Regions from separate parts of the Mus musculus genome. Here all the other regions are linked to region 5. Evidence: chromatin contacts called from public ChIA-PET and HiChIP or PLAC-seq data. All regions are on one chromosome and are shown on one strand. Each heading gives the region's core, a stretch centred on a gene start, on an enhancer-like site or on the middle of the called end of the contact. The rest is flanking DNA. Distances are from core to core; before and after follow the strand shown.

Region 1 (3,893 bases), core at 796-3,295, 830 kb after region 5:
TCTCTAGAAGAGACTGGGTGGAGTTTCTAAGTGACCTTCCAAGATGTCTCTGTCTTAGTTTCTTTTCTGTTGCTATGAAGAGATACCACAATAATTAAGGCAACTAATTGAAGAAAGGGTTTATTTACATTTTCAGAGGGTTAATGTGGTTGCTTGAGTGAGAAGGGTGAAGAGTGAATAGGCTCATATACTTGAATGCTTGGTCCCCAGTTAGTGGAACAGTTTGGGAAGGATTAGAAGGCGTGGTCTTGGTGGAGGAGGTGTGTCACTGGGTGGGTGGGCTTTGAGGTTTCAAAAGCTCACATTATTCCAGTTCTCCCTCTCCCTCTCCCTCTCCCTCTCTCTCTATCACCTTGTGAGCATTGTCTCAACATGTAAGCTCTCAGCTATGGCTCTAGTACCATGCCTTCCTGCTGCTGCCATGCTTCTTGCTATAAGGGTAATGAACTTACCCTTGGAAATTGTAGGCATTATCCCAATTAAATGCTTGATTTTATAAGTTCCTTTGAAATGTGTCTCTTTACAGCAACAGACTAAGATAGTCAGAGTACATGACCATGACGGTGAGATATGTGACAGTTAGCAGACAGGCACAGCATTGAGCCAGTGGGTAAGAACACATATCTTACGATACAACCTCAAGGCAGAAAGTCAACTAGGAATGACTGGAGTTTTGAAACCTCAAATCCTGCCCTTAGTGACACACCTCCTCCAAGACCACGCCTTCTGCTCCTTCCCAAAAGTTCCACCAACTAGAGACCAAGTATTCAAATATATGCGCTTATAGGAAAATTCTCATTCATACCCACAGTCTCATAAAACATGTCTTTGAACTGTCTATCTTGGGCTGAAACAGAAGCATGCCTGTGTTAGCTCCTCTCATCTTTTGGGGGTAGCTTCCAAGTACCTCTTGCTTTCAGGCTGTGGGCATATGAGTGCTGAACTCCTGGTGATCAAGGACGCCCCTTGGGCACTGCTAGCAGCTGTGTGAGTGTCTATCCCACATTTTCACATTGAGTGCCTAACACACTCTGAGTGACAATGTCTGGAGGTGAGGACTTCACGGTAGTTAGCTTTTGATGAGTTCACAAGAGTGAGGGCCCCTTGGCAGAGTGAGCATCTTTTTAAGACAAGAGGAAGGAGGCCCTCTCTCTTTCCACCACTTCTTCTTTGCCATGTAATGATACACAGAGAAGGCAGATTTCTGAAAGTCTAGGGGAGAGGACTCACTACTGACCTAGACCTTGATCTTGAGGCTTCTGTCTCCAGGATCGTCTCCTATCTAATCTACCCTAATTAAAACAGGGAGGTACCAAAAGATACACAGTTGTGCTCTGAGAGGAAGCAGTGTCCTGCACTCTAACGTGGTGTTTAGGAAACCTACAGATAAAATGCCCATGACATTCATGGATAGAGTTAGAGAGTGCGATCAGGTGATAGCCTTATTGAAGCAGAGCCTAAAAGATATCCAAGGCATGGATGCAAATGAATTCACCTCAGCACAACCTGGCAAAAACCTACACTTCTTGACACTGTTCTATCCTGTGTTCTGATTGGCTATTTATCTTGTAGGTGTGACTTGCCAGCACAAGTGTTATGCACAGTAATAAACCATATATATGAAAGTACCATAATCAACTGAACCAGTTTCCAGTTGTTGGATACTGTAATTGCTTTCAGATTACAAACAATGCTCAAGGGCACACACACACACACACACCCCACACTGCATCTTTGTACATACATATATTTGTTCGCAGGGACATTTCCTACCATTTGAGTCAAAGGCATTTACATATATATTATGTATATGCCTCACATATGTAATTTAGTTATATTTATAATTTATATATTTATAATTTATTCATGTATACTTATACATATATATGAGCTTTTAATGTTCTTGGTAGTGAAAAGGTGTTCTCTGGCCGCTTTTCCATTTCTACTCTGACAGAAACACATGGAAGCCCGTTGTTTTCAGCAGGATGCATTTTTACATTGGTGTAATGCTTGCCAATTTAAGCTAAAAGGGACTTTTGTTCTAACTTGCATAATTGTCGAGCCTTGAGAGCAGTCGGGTATTTTTGTTTGCTTAAAAGGCTTTTCTAGGCCCTCCTCTGTAAATTGCTCATTTGCATCTGTCGCTAGGTTTTTCTCCCCATTGTATCTCAGGTCTTTCTTATTAAGGAAATTCACCTCTTCTCATGGTTCTTCTGGAAACAACGCCCTGTGTGACGCTTGCCTTTGCGGACTTCCTCTGTGACCGGATTTAGAATCTTCAAGAGGCAAAAAAAAAAAAAAAAATCCCAAAGTGGGACAGTCCCAGCCCCACACTTGCCAAGTTCTCGAATGCACTTGAAGATCTATGGGCAGATCCACATCCCCAATTGCTGTCACCCTGTGGGCATCGGGCCCCCAAGCGTCCTGGCAGAGGCTGCTACCCATCACCGGTGCCTCTGTGCATGTGGTCTCCCATATCCTGTCCATGTCAGGTCCAAGCACAGAAGCCTGGAACCCTCCTCTAGCCTGTGTCTCTCCCCTTCCATGAGGGCCAGGAGTCTGCCCTAAGCTCGTCCATGCTCAAACTTCCTTTCCTCTCCTTGGAGCTGCCTGGACCTACTGTAGCAATTGCGGCTCATCTTCCTTTCCCTCCCGAGGGCTGTGGTATCAGGGGCTGTTTTTAGCCAGCTTCTCTTTTCTGCTTCATTTACACCCTGATCTCTGTGCTAAATCTAAGGTCTTCTGGTGTCCAGACATTTTTTACTATTAGCTCTTCCCTGGATTTCTCTACATCTCAATCATATTATTCAAATAAACCCAATATACCTTTCCTTTTATAAGCCTACATTTAAAGAGCAGCCAGATGGCTGTATTTCTGTTCCTCTATGTAGCCAGTCTCGTTTCTAATATACCACTTTTTTATCCCGTAGGGAAAATGCTTCCTACGAAGTGATCAGTAGTCTCTATTTTCATCCACCTGTCTCCAATCCCAGTGCTGATGCAGGCGGGAAGATCCTAGTTTTAAGTGGAAGTCACGTACCCCCTAGCCGTCTCCAGGGAACCTGGTTATGGAGGTGTGCCTGCCCTCTGAGCCACTTGCTCAGCTTTGGGATTGGGAATTAATTAGTTGAGTTGCTTCTCCATGTCCAGCAAAGCTGGTGATATGTGTGCCGTGTAATAAGAGCCCAACTTACTTGTCATTCATGAAATCAGCACCCATGGGTGGGAGAAGATTCTGCACGGCTCCTGAATTGGAAGCTGGGTGTGAAGCGGTGTAATATATTGCACACCGAGAGTTGATTAGAGGTTGTGGAATGTTAACGTGAACACGAACCCTAGAGACCAGCCCTGTGAGTCCAAAATGTCTGGTGTTCTTTGTGCACCTCTTTCATTCTGGATGTTGCTCAAAACATGACAAGAACTCACAGTGGGGTGTGCTAACCGATTGCCAGTTACCTCTGACTCTAGTCAGCAGCTCAGCCTAACCTGGAACTTGGAAGAAATACAGAATTACAGAATCCAAACATGACTCTTAAGTTGGTGGTGGTGGTGTGGTTTGGTTTGGTTTGGTTTGGTTTGGTTTCTCAAGACAGGGTTTCTCTGCTTAGCCCTGGCTGTCCTGGAACTCACTGTATAGACCCAGGCTGGCCTTGAACTCAGAAATCCACCTGCTTCTGCCACTCAAGCGCTGAGGTTAAGGTGTGTGCCACAATCCCCAGCCTCTAAACCTACCCTTTAACAAGACTTCTGAAAGATTTAGTTTGTACATTAAAGTTTGATAGGCCACATAAAAACTAACTTTTCAGCCCTCAAAGGGAAACATGCACGACACCGGCGAAATTTACTAAATCTGGAGGCGGAGGCTTCATCTGCTTCGCCTGATACACAGGATT
Region 2 (3,741 bases), core at 523-3,022, 510 kb before region 5:
GCCCCCCAAGCCACACCCCTCTCCTTTCCTTTCAGCTCTTTCAACCCATGATCAGTGAAAGGAGAAGCTCTCCCAAGCCCATGGTGGCAGTACATTTAGCACAGCAACAGCTATGTCCGAAAATGTAAGCGCTGTGTTAAGGTTTCCCAATCGTCAGAAAATTCTCCTTAAAGACGTATTCATTAAGCTGGGTGTATTTAATAAACACGTCATGGCTCTAACGATGTGCCTACCAACCTTATTCAAGGCGTTAGATTGACTGCCATTTTACATAGTTCTTAGTACGCCTAGCACAGTGAATTCACATAGTCCTGGGGTCAGAGGAAGGACTTACTGCCTGAAATCACAGGAGACCTTGAAGATCCCTCAGACCTCATAACCTTACACCATCTGTATTTGTAAGAGAGGGCAGGCAGTCCTTCACCCCAGGTTCTCCACTGTGTCCCTCCCCACTTAAACCTCTAAAACAGTGGCTCTCAACCTTCCTAATGCTGCAACCCTTTAATACATTTCCCTATTTTGTGCTGACCCCCCGCCTAACCATAAAACCATTTCGTTGTGACTTCATTGTAATTTTGTTACTCTTATGAAACGCAAAGTAAATATCTGTTATTCAGGAAATCCCTGTGAAAGTCCCTATGTCCTCAGGGGGTCTCCACCCACAGGCTGAGAACCTCTGCTTTAAAACATTAATTCTTTTATTAGTCGTATGTAAGGGGCGGGCGGGGGGGGGGGCGCGGTGCAGCAAGGATCACGTTGTGCCTGTTGCCGTCAGAGAACAACTCAGTGGAGTCGGTCTCTCCTTCTACCTTTAGATGGCTTCTGAGACTGCAATTCCGGGAGCCAGATTCGCAGCCCAAGAATCTTAATCCTCTCAGTGATCTCTCCTACCCTCAAGGACCCTTTTAAGAAAAACCCTCTCCTTCTGTACACTGGGAAGAAAATTCCATCCCCTCAATTTGGGATGGTCCCTGCCGTCACTATTTAAAAAGAATCTGTTCAAGATGTGTTATAACAAATCGGTAGTTTTCCGAGTTTGTTTGCCCCAGACCCTTGCAGGAGCCGGTGTTTCTTTAACAGTGTATGTAAATCCATGGGACAGAGAGACTGTGCGTGTGGTGCCCTTTAGAACATGATGGCCCCTTGTCACGAACCCACTTCTCACCAGTCACGATCTGTGTTCTCTTTAATGCAAACACAGGTCACCCCCTCCACCCAGAAAGCAGAATTTTAGGCAGAAGCACCGGAACTGGCCTGAGGACCACGGAGCAGCGACGACAGCAGCTCTGCTTTTGTCCTGCGAGTTGGTCACAAACTCAACTCTGATTCAGTCAAATGCTATCTACTAGACACTTTTGTTGGACATGGTCCTGTACCGCACACTCGGCACACGTAAGGCTCACACACATGTTCTCTCTTGAAAGCTCCCTGGCTTTCTCAGTTGCAGCACAGGGCTGAAAGCCTGGCCCAGCTTGGACTCCAGGTGGCCCGCCCACCGCCCACCGTGGGCACCATCTGCGCAGCGTTCCCGGGACCGCGGTGGCGGAGGGCAGGCCCCACGTCCAACACGGGCTCCGACAGGTCATGCCCCACCGCCCACCAGGCTCGCTCGCTGTCCTCAATACCCTGCAGGGCACGTTGTCCTGGGAGCTAGGGCGGAGATCCCGCCCCACGGGGCGGGAGCGGCGCGGAGCGGGCGTGTTGGTGGGCGTGTCGCCCGGGGCCCGCCCCTCTGTCCGGACTATAACTCCCCCGAGCGCCCAGCGCTCGCCGGCGGGCGGAGACGCGCGCCTGGTACTGGTGAGGTTTGCGGAAGGGTGCTGCTGCGGGGACTCGGGCGGGCTGCGGGGCTCCGGTGGGAACACCTTCACCTGGCTCCTCGGAGGAGGGAGCGTAGAGCTCAGGTGCCCCCGAGGGCGGAGAGGACTCGGGGCTGGCGATGCCCGCGCTTCTCCGTGGCGGACCCAGCTGCTCACTTCTCCTCCATCTCTAGGACATGGACCGCGCGCGCCTGTGGCTGGGGCTTCTGCTGCCCGTGGTGGCCGCCCTGGATTTCCGATATCACCACCAGGAAGGGATGGAGGCGTTCCTAAAGAGCGTGGCTCAGAACTACAGTTCGATCACGCACTTGCACAGCATCGGGAAATCTGTGAGAGGTAGGTGGCTTCCTGCGCACATCCCTAACCCTCAACCCGCGTTCAAAAGTAAGTTGAACGACAGCGTCTGGTCCCCTGTTGGTGAGGCTCTCCAAACGCGCTCCACGCAGGTAAAGCACACCTTGCCCAGTCAGGGGTTTCCTGCTTTTGTTTGTTGTTGTTTGTTGGTTGATTTTTTGTTTTTATTTTTGTTTTGTTTTTTCAATTTTGTTACATCAGGAGAGCGGTAAGAGGAACTGTATATATATATTGTCGTTTCTCTACAGAGAGTCATTGTCGCTTAGTCCTCTGTTTTATTGCCGTTGGGGATCGGGAAGTAATTATCTGAGAGGTGTATCTTCGTTCCTTTTCAGGGTAAACATCTTCCTCAGTTTCCCTTTTTGTTGGCTTCCTTGCATACTGATTGTGACTGTTAACTACGGATTCCTCAGGTCATTTTAAAACTAGACAGTGCCATACTTTTGTCGAGTTCTACACATATGTGATTAACCCGATAGCTTAAAGTTATGAGAAAATGTAGGTCTATGTCTAAAGGCTGTTTTTGAAGGATACACCTGCTTGGTAGTAAGTCACAACGAATGATCTCCTTAGCATTTGCAAATGTATCACTTAGTCTGCTTTACTTTTGAAACTATATATTCTTAGTGGAGAGAGTAGATGGGGATCCAAGAAGTTAAGAATTTTGGTCGAGTTACCTAGATGGCGATTCTATCCATCCATCCATCTAGCTAGCTAGCTCCTGGAGATAAAACTCAAGACCTCATTTGTGTTCCGCATTGTATCGTTAACCTAACCTGCTAGCCATAGAGGGTGAAGTTTTAGCCAGGACCTGCACCTGATCATTTTGGGTGGGGCAAATAAATTTAGCAGCTAGCATCATCTCCTAATCTTTTGTTACTACGCTGATTCTCACAAAAGTGGTTACCAGAAAACTTAATGCCTGGAATGAAAGAGCCCTGAAGTTCATGCAGTTTGGCTCAGCTGTGGAAGTTGTGTTCAAAAGTTCTGACCTGCAGTTTAGCACTGATCTCTTGACTCGACTGGAAGTCTCATAACCACATTACTAAGCAACCAGTCACTTCTCATAACTGTTAATGTCATGGTTCAGTTCTTGTATTACAGAGAAATATTAAAAATGCAATAAAAACAGCTTTGACTGTGTAATAGAAGCTTTATTTTGAAGCAGCATTGCCAGAGTTGGTGTCAGAAATCATCTAAGGGCTGGAGAGATGGCTCAGCGGTTAAGAGCACTGATTGCTCTTCTGAAGGTCCTGAGTTCAAATCCCAGCAACCACATGGTGGCTCATAACCATCTGTAATGGGATCCAACGCCCTCTTCTGGTGTGTCTGAAGAGAGCAATGGTGTACTCATATACATTTAATGAATAAATCTTAAAAAAAAAAGGAAATAATCTGAAATCCTCTGATCACCACAAACCCCAAGTATGGAGGTTAGTTATATGGAAAGTTATATCTTGAATCAGCATCTAGATTGAGTCTCTTAAAATAATTTATCCAAGGGCTAGAGTAGAGCAAATTTAAAGGATCTAAGAAGCCAGGCAGTGGTGGTGCCTGCCTTTAATCC
Region 3 (3,844 bases), core at 830-3,329, 910 kb after region 5:
AAACACACATACCTTAGTAAATACTCAAGGATTCTGCAAAGATGCTTGCTAAGTGAGTTGGGATCCAGGGGTGCCACGGGGGAGCCCGTGGCAGAGCAGCGCTGTGTACCTATCAACCATTCCCTCGTTTGATCTTTACAACGACTCAGTGGAATCTCTGGGCACGGCATGGACAAGGGAGCATTTGGGGTGCTTCTGACCTTGACCATTTGGCTGTACTATCTCACGACCCCACATGCTTAAGAGAGAACAAACAAGAGACACATCCTTGAATATCCTATTGCCTGAACTATAGCTGTCCTTCCGACACGTTCTATTTTGAAGAACTAGGAGAGCGACATTTTTCAACTGGAACTTGAAAATCTTCAAAAAGCTAGGTGCATTTCCCCTATTCTGTGTGCTAAAATAAAATAAAAAAAAAAAACAGAAATCTATGAATAGGAGTGGTTTAAGACTGTGTTTCTAAGTCGGGTAGTGGTGATACACACCTTTAATCTCAGCACTTGGGAGGCAGAGGCAGGCAGATTTCTGAATTTGATGTCAGCCTGGTCTACAAAGTAAATTCCAGGACAGCCAGGGCTACACAGAGGAATCCTGTCTCAAAACAACAACAATAAAAACAAAAAAAACAAACAAACAAACAAACAAAAAAAAAAAAAAAAACCCAAAACCTGTGTTTCTGAAGTTGGCTAATACGCTTATTTAACGCATATTTATGCGTGGTAAATTCTCCTTGTCCAATCAAATAAAAACTTGAGACTTAGGAATGATCTCTTGAGGAACCGCCAACGGCCTTGCTTGGGACTTAACTCCCTTTGAGGACATAAGGGTGACATTAGTTACTTTTTCACTCAGTACCGTGACGAGATGAATGACTGACAGACAGATGCCGCTTTACGGAAGGAACAATTTCTTTTGGCTCGGTTTCCGGGCATTTCAATCCATCATAGCCCAGAAGGCATGGTAGGGTGGCTCTCTCTGAGGCAAGGGGAACATGGAGAAAGTTCTGTTCACGGGCATCCAGGAGGAAGACGGCAGAACCTGAATCACTGGCTGGGCGGAACCTTCAAAGGCCACTCCCACCCCTGATGGGACCTGCCTCTACCACCCAAGCCCCACCTCCTAATAGCTGCACTCTCTCTCCAAATAGCGTTGCTGTCTGGGAGCACGCTTTCAAAACAAGAGCCTGTGCAGGCTTTTCAAATTCTAACCTTAACAGGAGACCCAAACCTTATCCTTATAGGGAATTGACCTCTGCTCCTTCCTCGGGGAACCCCAAGAAATCCTGAGGTGCAGTTGCCTGTGAAGAGATTTAAGAATGAACGGTTAAACCCTTTATTGGCGATCAAGTCCTCCCCTATCCAGGGGGGGTTGCTGGACAATTCCCTTTCCATCCTGTTATGACTGGTTTTGATGATCATCAACTGGACAGGCTCTAGAACCGCGGTGGAGACTAGCCTCTAGGCATGCTTGTGAGGGATTCTCTAGACCAGGTGAAGTGAGAAGGGAAGGCCCACCCTAAAAGTGTGTGGCACCATTCTCTTAGCTGGAGTATCAGACTGAATAAAAAAGGGAAAGCCAGCTGAGCAGCAGCCATCTTGCCCTTTGCTCCCTAACTGCAGACACAATCCTGGCAGCTTCGCGGCCATGATTGACTGTCCCCCTCGTACTGTGGGGTTAGACAAGCCCTTCCTTCCTCACGACCCTTTGGTCAACGGTATTTTTCATCACAGCAACGAAAAAAATCACTAAGATAGCAGACCATAAACAAGGACAGAAGTTCTCCTATGACCCCCTAAGACAATACAGCTGACCCCTCGTTTCAATACCGTTAATGTAACACAATGAATGATCTAAGCAAATTGACAGAGTCTCGAGGTTAGTCTGATTTTAGGAGGCTCAGGGTGTTTTCAAATTAGGACCTCCAATTCAGCTTTCCCTGTGCCTGTAAAGCAACAGATTTCTGCACCATTTAAAAGAAGAAAAAAAAAGTTAGTGTGCGCTGCCAACAGCTGGCTGACAACCCCAAGCACTGGGTAAGCTGGCGCGGTTCCAGATTTTGCATAAGGAGTTCATTTTGGGTTAGTCAAAAAGAGGGAAGGAGTTGGCCCAGATCCTGTTGCACAAATTCAGGAACAAGGAGTTGTGATTCTCTTTAGAAATCGCTGGAAGGTGGCTCTCAGGTCTATTTGCCAAAGCACAGTTGGATGTCCATTTGTTTCCCTGTTAGACGCAAGAAGCTCAGAAGTGCCGTCCGCTGAAGCTCCGTACACCGTCCAGGATTCCCCTCTGACAAGCCACCAGCTGATGCAGCTGTGAAACTCCATGAGGCTAATTCCTTCTCTCTCTAACTTTCTTATAAAGATCTATTGTTTCTGCAGAGCCAGTTACTAAGCTTCTTTTTCTTCCGTCTCATAAATCTGATTCTTCTTAGCCCGAGGCTCCATTTACGGTAAAGGATTCACCTAGTCTGTTAGAGGATGAAAAGCGCTTACGTCCATAAGACATAAGCTTCCTGTTTCAAAACGGAAATCGCCGTTTCCTACTTTCAGAGTGACGCGTAAATTAATGTCGTCGCCATTGTTGTTGTTTGTTGCTGTTGTTATTGTTGTTGTTGTTGTTGTTACTAAGACAATGCAGAAAGATGTAAGGGACATAAAACTTTAACCAAAATCTCACTCCTAGGGAAAACTAAGAACCACTAATATTTAAATCTGTTTTCAGACTTTTAAGTTTTATCTTAGAAAAAAATGATTTAAATTGTTTAGCAATCTAAATTTTTTCTAAGTATAAAGTTGGATATTTTCCCATAGAGTGTGATTTCTCAGCATCCCTGATTTTGAAAAGTGGAGAGATAGGATGCATAATCATGTCCTGGATTAGCTAAACTACTATGATTGTCTACTATGAATAATTTTGAAATGAATCCCTGTTGTATATTTGTCAAGTTATCTCTTGTATTAATAATCACCTTGTGTGCATTTGTTAGGGGCGGGGGTGGTGTATGTACAATATTTGTGTGTGCAAGTTCAAGCACTCATCTACTATGGTATACAGTGGAGTTCTGAGGACAACTTTGGGTATCAGCCCTCACCTTCCACTTTGTTTGAGACGTGGTCTCTTGTCTGTCATGGCATACCCAAGGTTAACTGGTCCCTGGGCGCCTGGGCCTGCTTCACTTCCTAATTCACCCTACAAGTGTTGGGATTGCAGGTGCACACTGCCACATCTGGCTGCCGCGGAGTTCTGGGGATCTAAAGTCAGGTCCTCGGGCTTGCCATGCAGGTGCTCCCCCAGGGAGCCCCTCCCCAGGGCAATCCTCGTGATCAATGTCTATGCTCAGACCTTGCTTGATGAAGTCATGCCCGTGCTTTCAAGACCTTCCTTGCCCATGACCAGAAAAACTCTGTTTGTTTACAGACTCCCTAGCTTTGTCCAAGAGCACGTTCCCTTGCTGTTCTTGTAAAAAACAACTTCCCTTTTTTTGTTTGATTGTTTGTGTCCACTTGAAAGTCAAAATATTGTTTCATTTCTTCTGATTACTGACAAGGTTGAACATGTTTTCAAACTCTGTGTGTGTGTGTGTGTGTGTGTGTGTGTGTGTGTGTGTGTTCTTTTTAGTGTATTGTCTCTCACTCCATTTTTCAATGGGGGGTGGGGTACTTATATTTTTCTCCAGATCTCACCACACACAAAGACAACACCATCCAGACTGTGTCTCAAAGAACTTTACTGCCCCGGGAGATGTTAATAGGCATGCTGAGAGAGAGAGCGAGTCCCATGGTCAGATTTAACACATCATTTCCCTAAACTTAATTGACCATCAAAACTGGTTTTTTATCAC
Region 4 (3,471 bases), core at 301-2,800, 760 kb before region 5:
CAGGGCTACACAGAGAAACTCTGTCAGCAGTAATTAAAATCCTACGACAATTTGCTTTTCTTTTCTAACATTTAAGCCAAAAGCACAGTCATTCTTGAAAAACGAAGCAGTAAGGATTTAAGAGTTTTCACTGTTTCGTTCAAGTCTTATATCCCTAGTCATAAACAATGGAGGGAAAACGCCATACAAACCAATGGCATTTTATTCAGGTTCTCATCCGTACCTTAGAATTTTTTAATATGGTGGGGTGTAAATTTGAAAACCGTGAATATAGGAAATGCACTAAAAAAAAAAAAATATTTAGAGGGCAGTAAGAGGCTAGACGATCCAAACCCTGGCAAGCAGACCCTTCCAAGGATATTTATTCATCATGAGACGCTGGTTCTAGGCATCCCAGGCGGGTGAGACCGGAAAACCTTACACGTCTCACTTTCTCCAGCCTTTCAAACCGTGAAGTCGAGCCCACAGGGCAAACACTTCGCTTTCAAACTACAGTCACGTTCACAACGACTTGTCAGGCACGCTACCCAGGATTCCGATTCCGAGTGGCCGGTCTCCCTTTCAGTCTCTCCGGTCTGTTAAGCTAGGATACCACCATCTTTTTTGTTCTGTCCAGCCACCGCGCTCCCAAGTCTTTGGCGCAAGCCATTTATCCTCTCCGATATTTCGCTTCACAAAGGCCAAGGACTGGGCCTCGGAGGCACTGCAAACCCTCGATGACCAAGGCGGGCCGACGCACCGACTTTTAAATGCGATCGGTGGCTCCAAAAGTCAGATGACTTGTTGCGGATGGAACCAAACCTAAGCAGCCTTCCCTTAAGGGGACCGGCGAGCAAGGAACCGGGCGCCACGCCGAAACCCGTCGCAAAGGCGAGCGGGAGCCCAGGGAGAGCGGGCGCGCGGGATACAAAGGGCTGTGAACGCGGCCTTCCATGAGGCGACCGTGCGCGGACAGAGACACAAAATGGAGCGGCGGGAGGAGGAATCGGAACCCGAGGCGGCAGGGCCGGGATGGAGGCGGCGGGCGAGCGCGCGGCCGGGCCAGGGCTTCCCCTCTGGCCGGCCGCGGGGGAGGGGGCGCGGCGGCCCGTTCTCCCCGCCCCGCACACGCGGCCTAGCTCGGCGGGAAGCGCCCGCCACCGAGCCAACAATGGAGCGGGAGACCGTCCGGAGGAACCGGGCGGGCGGCTGCAGGGCGACCGGGCCCCGCGCTCCAGAGCCCCGCGGCCCGCAAAACGACGCGCGAGAACAAGGGCTGAGGGGCCGTCGCGCACGGCGGCGCGGCCCGGAGGCGCCAAGGGCGCACGGTCTGCAGCGAAGCCGGCTCGCGGCCCGCGGCGGCCCTGGTCAGCCGGGCGTCCGGGCCGCGGCACAGTCTGCGGCGGCGGCGGCGGCGGAGCCCGGACCCTCACGTACCTGGTTGAACTCTTCACCCACATCCGCGTAAATGTCTATGTGGTCCACACCGTCCGCCATCTTCCCTCGGCCTCGGCCGCCGCCGCCGCCGCCTCCTGCAGGTCGGCCCGCCGAGGCAGCAGCAGCGGATCTGGCGGTGGGGGCGGGGCGCCCTACGTCACTTCCGAGGGGCGGAGACCAGGGCGCAGCGGCCCGCTGCTGGTGACGGGGGACCCCGCCGAAGGTCCGCGGCGGTTCCGAGGCGCTAACTCGTTCCTTTGTGTGCAGGATTAAGCCGCGGCTGGGGCAGGGGCGTGATTTCCTGTGCTACCCCGCCATACCGCATGCCATGGAACCCGCTTGTTTTCAGAGACTGTCTTTTCAAACTGCTTCTGGCACTATTTATCTATCTACATATCTATAGATGAGAGATCTATCTAGTGAGAGATATAGATATATATACATCTATATAGAGAGAGATAGATATTTATATATTTGCGTTTTCATTTTTTTCCTACTTTTTTTTTTTTTTTTTGCTTCCAAGGTTTCGAGAGATGAGAGTTATGTGTACGCAATTAAAAGCGAGATATGATGTCCTGGCCAATGTCTTATTCTTGCTTCTTCAGACAACTGAATTTTTTGAGTTATTTGCATATAGCATATTTGCATCTCTTATCTTTATGCAGTTGTAAGCATCTTTTCCGCTCCTTCCTTCACATCCTCCTCTTCCCCCTTCCTCCCCCATTGCCCTTGCTTTTACCTTTTTATCTCTGTTGTAGGTTTTCTCCAGCCATCGTTCAAAGGATTCTATCCTCATTTTTAGAGCACGTACAACAGAGCAGATGTATCCTAAATCAACGAACTCCTGGATTCAGAATGCTGAGCTAGAAGGGAAATTAAAACGGTGGCTTGAGGTCCAAACATCCCGTTTTACAGATGAGAGAACTAAGGACTCGTAGAGCATAAGTTATTTAACTGGGGTTACATGGCTCGTAAAAGTGCACACCTTTTGACGCCGATATATGATTCAGAGATCTCTCTCCATTTCCAACGGCTCCACCTATTTCTTTCCTTCCCGTTCAAAAACTCACCAGGTCACTCAGCTGCCTGTGTGCTTGATATAAATTCAGTTCCCACAGCGCTCTCAAGGAGCGTAGAGAGAACCGAACCAAATCCTCTTAAGTAGTCCTCTGATCTACTCAGCACCTCTGACTGCTCTCACTTCCAGCCCCACCCTGCCAAACAAATTAACAAAAAAGCAAAACAATAACCAAAATAATAATAATAACAAAAATACCAGATGCAGACTGGTCTGAAATCATCAAAAACCTAAAGAAACATCTATGCTTGAGATGTCTGTAAAATCTTGGTTGCAGTCACAGAGACTAATCTCTTAATCTGAATAAACATTTCTTTAAATTCCTTTTTTATACATCGGGGTGTTTTGCCTGCATACAGTCTGTGTACTACACATGTGTGCAGTGTCCTGGGAGCGCGCAAAAAAGGACATCAGTCGACTAAGACTGGTATTAGACAGGTTTATGAACCACTACATGGGTGCTGGGAATCAGACCCTGACCCCGGAAGAGAATCCAGCGCTATTGACCACGGTACAAACGGGACTTAACGATGGCCACCGCTGTTGAAAAATCCTAGACTCTAAATTTTGTTTACTTAGAGGTCAAATGCATGCGGGGCAATGATGGCCCACGCCTTTAATCCCAGCACTTGGGAGGCAGAGGCAGGCAGATTTCTGAGTTCGAGGCCAGCCTGGTCTACAGCGTGAGTTCCAGATCAAGGGCCACAAAGAGAAACCCTGTCTCAGGGAAAGGAAAAAAAAAAAAAAGTCAAATGAATGCTGAGTAGCGGTGGTCCCAGGGCTACACAGAGAAATTCTTGTCTCAAAAACCAGAACCAAAATAGTCAAAAACTCAGCTTTATCCCTCAGCTACATTTTGAGATCTGATAATTCCCTCAACAGCAGACTCACTCTTACTATAGAGGCCCCATCCTTTCTACTTCTCTGCCAGGTGATTGCTCACACACTATCTTAAGAATGTTTTGATGTCAGGCAGT
Region 5 (3,596 bases), core at 357-2,856:
AAACATTTCTCCCTTGAGTCCCTGCAATACATCTCTAGCAAAGCTGGGTGTCACCAAGTCATCTTTACCAACGGCCACATGCGTTTCTTGTCATTGATTCCCTGCCCAGCAGAGCTTTATCCCAATCGCCTTTGTTCCTTTTTAAGCAGACAGGCTATGTTCTTCTACCTACTTCCCCTGAGACTGTGTGGTGACAAAGCTTTGTGTACAATCAGAACCGGCTCTGTCCTATCCTGTAAGGTCCTGGCTGGCTTCCTGCAGGGGGTTTCATTTCATGTTCCACTGTGTCTTGCCTGTGTCATTTTTAATTCACAGGACTGGGGTTCTGTCCTCACCGATTAACATTAACGAAAGGTCTCCTGGATGCATGGCAGCACAGGGTCTTATTTAATATTCTCTCTGTTTTAGATATCAGGTGGCTTCTTCAAATGAATTTTTAAATTATCTCCATGATAATGAAGAAGATCGGAGACATCAATTAGGAGCCAAGAAGAGGAGTCTGCAGGAAGCACTTGAAGGGACTGGGAAGGGTTGATGGGAACATCCCAACACAGGACAAAGGTAAATTCATTATTCCTAGAAGAACCCCGGCAACCTTCTCTCCAGACATATGTCTGCCTTGATCATCTTATCTTCCTCTTCTTGCAGTTGTAATTTTCAAGGCCAAGTCTGAAAATTACCCCTGAGCCTCTTCTAATCATCTCTACCCTCAGGGACCACTCTGCTTCAAACTTCCCATTCATGCCTCTCACTTGGAAAGCGAGCCCAGGACATAGTATATTATGATCGACTAAATAATGTATTTAGCATGTCTGGGTAATTTTTTTTCTGGACTTTCAGAATTAGCAGTGTTTCACGATGGGCAATAACCTATAAAAGTCAAATGGAATTTTATTTTTATTTATTCTTTCAAGACCGAGTTTTTCTGTGTAGCCCGATACTGGAACTCACTCTGTAGACCAGGCAGAGATCTCCCTGGCTCTGCCTGCCCAATGTTGGGACTGGTGGTGCATGCCTTTAATCCCAGCACTATGGAGACAGAGCCAGGTAGATATCTTTGAGTTCCAGGCCAGCCTGGTGTACAGAGGGAATTTTATTTTTAAAAAGGATGAGTTGGCTTTGCGGTCTTAATAAACTTTACTTGAATCATCCTAGGTCGTATGTATTTTTGGACCTATCCTTTTTGACCCAAGGCTCGTGTAACGCTTCTCTCCTTAGCAACTTCTTTTCAGCCGGGTACTCTAGGGGCAATTTCCTTTATGGACAAAGAGACTGTGGGTTCTGTCGTGCATTCTGGAATGCCAGGCACACTTTCACGTTCTGTGATGTCAGGGAGCTGGAACCAGTGAGGTAGGCTCTTGCCGAGCCCGGCCACACTACACAGACAGGCTGCGGTGCGCGCACTGCGGGGACTCTGCCTGCAGCCTCCTGAACAAAGCTCCCGCGGGCTCCGCCCACCGCAGCTCCGGTATCCTCATTGGCCAGCTCTTCGCCCGCCATTAGGGAGCGGGGCCGTGCCCTTACGAGTGCTGGTTGGTCTAATCGTAATGACGGTGAGGGCTGCCATTGGTCTTTAGGCCTCAAAATGGGCGGAGCAAGGCCGAGAGGCGGGGCGGGAGGGCGGCGCGGAGTGCGCCGGCGCGTCGTCGGGGACGCCGGGTCCAGGATCTTGCTAGGGAACCAGTGTTGTCGCGTCGTCCCGCCCCCTCGGGGCTTTTGCTCCCGTTAACTGTCGGCGGGGCAGGCTCCGCAGCGCAGGGCGACATGCCGGTGCGCTTCAAGGTGAGGCCGGGGGCTGGGCGGCGGGTGGCGGGGACGCCGCGGGGTGGGTGCGTGACGCGCCTGTGCCGTACCGAGCCTCCTGGCCGGAGCCTGTGCGGGGCGGAGGATGCTCCGGCCGGTGGCCCAGCGCGGAGGGGCGGGTGGGGAGAGTTCGATGGGGGCCTGACGGCGTCAGTCTGGGGTCGCCAGGAGCGGAGGCGGAAGGAGGGCCCTTGACAGTGGGACGAAAGGCTGCTGTCGGTGTAGGACACCTGTGGTTCCTCTTGCCGATAGCATTCAGCTCCTTTCCTGCAAAACTTTAAAGCGCGCGGGTCTTTTAAACGCTTGGGAAGCGGGCCCCAGTAAAAGGAGAGCGTGGGTAGGTGTGCAGCCTGCTAGTTGCACGTTTGCTTTAGGTTTTGCTCACAGTTCCAGATAGCTGTCTGTGTCTAACGCCTTTCCACGCAACAGGTGGCCACAGTGTTTCTGTAATCCCGGACTCTTTAATTCTAAAGTGCTTGCCAGACAGAGTGGGAGGGGAACACGTCTTTCTCTAATTGCCTTTTATTAAAAGCCATAACATTATGCACTCGATGAATTTAGGATAAACCTCTAGTGAGGACTTAGGTTTGTTACCACACTTTGGAATCAGAGAACCAGTTATAGCGCAGCCTCATTGAGGGACTCCGGCTTGTCTGGCTCGGGTGGTTGTGAGGATTAAGGGGCTACTTAGCCCAGGGCTGGGTAAATATTAGCTATTATTAAGGAGCTTGACTGGGGTTTAATTCTCATTCTTGGGCCTTTCAAGAACACTCTTCAGAGGTTGAGGTTTTTTTGTTTTTGTTTTTCTTTCTGATGCTAAAACACCTCTTCACTACACTGTGCTCAAATTGCACTTTTCATTATAGGGGCTGAGTGAATACCAGAGAAACTTCCTGTGGAAAAAGTCCTATTTGTCAGAGTCTTATAATCCCTCAGTGGGACAAAAGTACTCATGGGCAGGACTTAGATCGGATCAGTTGGGTAAGTTGAGCAAACCAATAGCTATCATAACTTGAATAAACCTTGGGTTCTGTTTACAAAACAATTAAAATCTACCTGTGTTGGCCTCATGTATAATTGGCAAATATTTATTGATGCTATACTGCGATCCCAGAGTCCCTTATGTACAAACAAACAAAAACAAACAAACAAACAAAAAACACAAAGAAACTCATCAAATCGAGTTGTATATAAAATAGCATGATATCAAAAAAAGTTGAATAGTAAAACTGAAGGGGAAACGCCTGAGATTGGTTGTTCTGAAAGAGGCTTTTCTGGAAATGTTTGAGCGGAGAGGAGCAAGCCTGAGGGTGAGGACTTTCAAAGACTTGAAGAATGGAAGGGTAGGTAACAGAGGCATGGCTGGAACTTGCTGGTTTTGGTCAGTGCCATGAGTTCAGAAATCATGTTCTTCCTCTTACATAGGCTTCGTCTCCTGACCTCAGAGAATTTGAGCCCTCGGGCCAAGGTTTCCTACTGCACATTGAAAGAGTGGACTGACTGTTCTATCTACTGTTTCTCTCTCACCAGCTAGGATATTGGAGAGTAGGCCTCTGTCTCCTTGTTTGTCAGTGGAGGCGCAAGGCTTTGAGACACCCTACTTTAACTTATTTTTATTTTTTATTAATGCAAGTATACCTGTGTATATCATGTATGCATGCAGAGGCCAGAGAACCATCCTGGGTGTTGCTCCTCAGGAAGGCCGCCCACTTCATTTTAATACAAGGTCTCTCACTGCCCTGGAGCTCACCAGTTAGACTAGGCCTCCTGGCCAGAGAACCCCCGGGGTCCAC

What was found. ChIA-PET counts read pairs in DNA pulled down with a chosen protein or histone mark. HiChIP or PLAC-seq counts read pairs in DNA pulled down with a chosen protein or histone mark.
Region 1: an H3K4me3 HiChIP or PLAC-seq map of stem cell-derived neural progenitor cells shows a contact between it and region 5, with 6 times the contacts expected there. The contact joins the enhancer-like site here to the promoter of Mdm1 in region 5. A contact is called at or near these places in 6 of 39 promoter capture datasets (the C10 cell line, the HPC-7 cell line, hippocampal neurons and 3 more) and 3 of 115 datasets of contacts at active chromatin or transcription factors (astrocytes, large pre-B cells and stem cell-derived neural progenitor cells).
Region 2: an RNA polymerase II ChIA-PET map of memory CD8 T cells shows a contact between it and region 5, with 6 read pairs. The contact joins the promoter of Cpm here to the promoter of Mdm1 in region 5. A contact is called at or near these places in 2 of 39 promoter capture datasets (embryonic stem cells and stem cell-derived epiblast-like cells), 1 of 115 datasets of contacts at active chromatin or transcription factors (memory CD8 T cells) and 1 of 9 other capture datasets (pancreatic islet).
Region 3: an H3K4me3 HiChIP or PLAC-seq map of stem cell-derived neural progenitor cells shows a contact between it and region 5, with 5 times the contacts expected there. The contact joins the enhancer-like site here to the promoter of Mdm1 in region 5. A contact is called at or near these places in 9 of 39 promoter capture datasets (the C10 cell line, HPC-7-derived erythroid cells, cranial neural crest and 5 more), 5 of 115 datasets of contacts at active chromatin or transcription factors (embryonic forebrain, embryonic stem cells, forebrain and 2 more) and 2 of 9 other capture datasets (adipose tissue and liver).
Region 4: an H3K27ac HiChIP or PLAC-seq map of thymic regulatory T cells shows a contact between it and region 5, with 5 times the contacts expected there. The contact joins the promoter of Cpsf6 here to the promoter of Mdm1 in region 5. A contact is called at or near these places in 4 of 39 promoter capture datasets (the 3T3-L1 cell line, hippocampal neurons and pre-B cells) and 2 of 115 datasets of contacts at active chromatin or transcription factors (double positive thymocytes and thymic regulatory T cells).

What each region holds. Positions count from the first base shown.
Region 1 is chr10:118,968,551-118,972,443 of GRCm38.p6, forward strand. No RefSeq gene overlaps it. Among named protein-coding and RNA genes, the nearest start is that of Gm33624, 37 kb to the right of the region's middle. Within about 2 kb of position 2,046, at least 10 of the 459 cell types and tissues checked have an H3K27ac peak or open chromatin away from gene starts, as enhancers often do. A contact at or near this core is called in stem cell-derived neural progenitor cells, where this site is marked.
Region 2 is chr10:117,627,728-117,631,468 of GRCm38.p6, forward strand. Cpm (carboxypeptidase M) reads left to right here and starts at 1,773. Exons shown (of 9, transcript NM_027468.1): 1 at 1,773-1,800; 2 at 1,994-2,156. The coding sequence starts at 1,997.
Region 3 is chr10:119,053,327-119,057,170 of GRCm38.p6, forward strand. No RefSeq gene overlaps it. Among named protein-coding and RNA genes, the nearest start is that of Gm33677, 4.8 kb to the left of the region's middle. Within about 2 kb of position 2,080, at least 46 of the 459 cell types and tissues checked have an H3K27ac peak or open chromatin away from gene starts, as enhancers often do. A contact at or near this core is called in adipose tissue and stem cell-derived neural progenitor cells, where this site is marked.
Region 4 is chr10:117,375,423-117,378,893 of GRCm38.p6, forward strand. It overlaps Cpsf6 (cleavage and polyadenylation specific factor 6), which reads right to left and starts at 1,551. Exons shown (of 10, transcript NM_001013391.2): 1 at 1,417-1,551. The coding sequence starts at 1,476.
Region 5 is chr10:118,140,181-118,143,776 of GRCm38.p6, forward strand. Mdm1 (transformed mouse 3T3 cell double minute 1) reads left to right here and starts at 1,607. Exons shown (of 14, transcript NM_148922.3): 1 at 1,607-1,782; 2 at 2,670-2,784. The coding sequence starts at 1,765.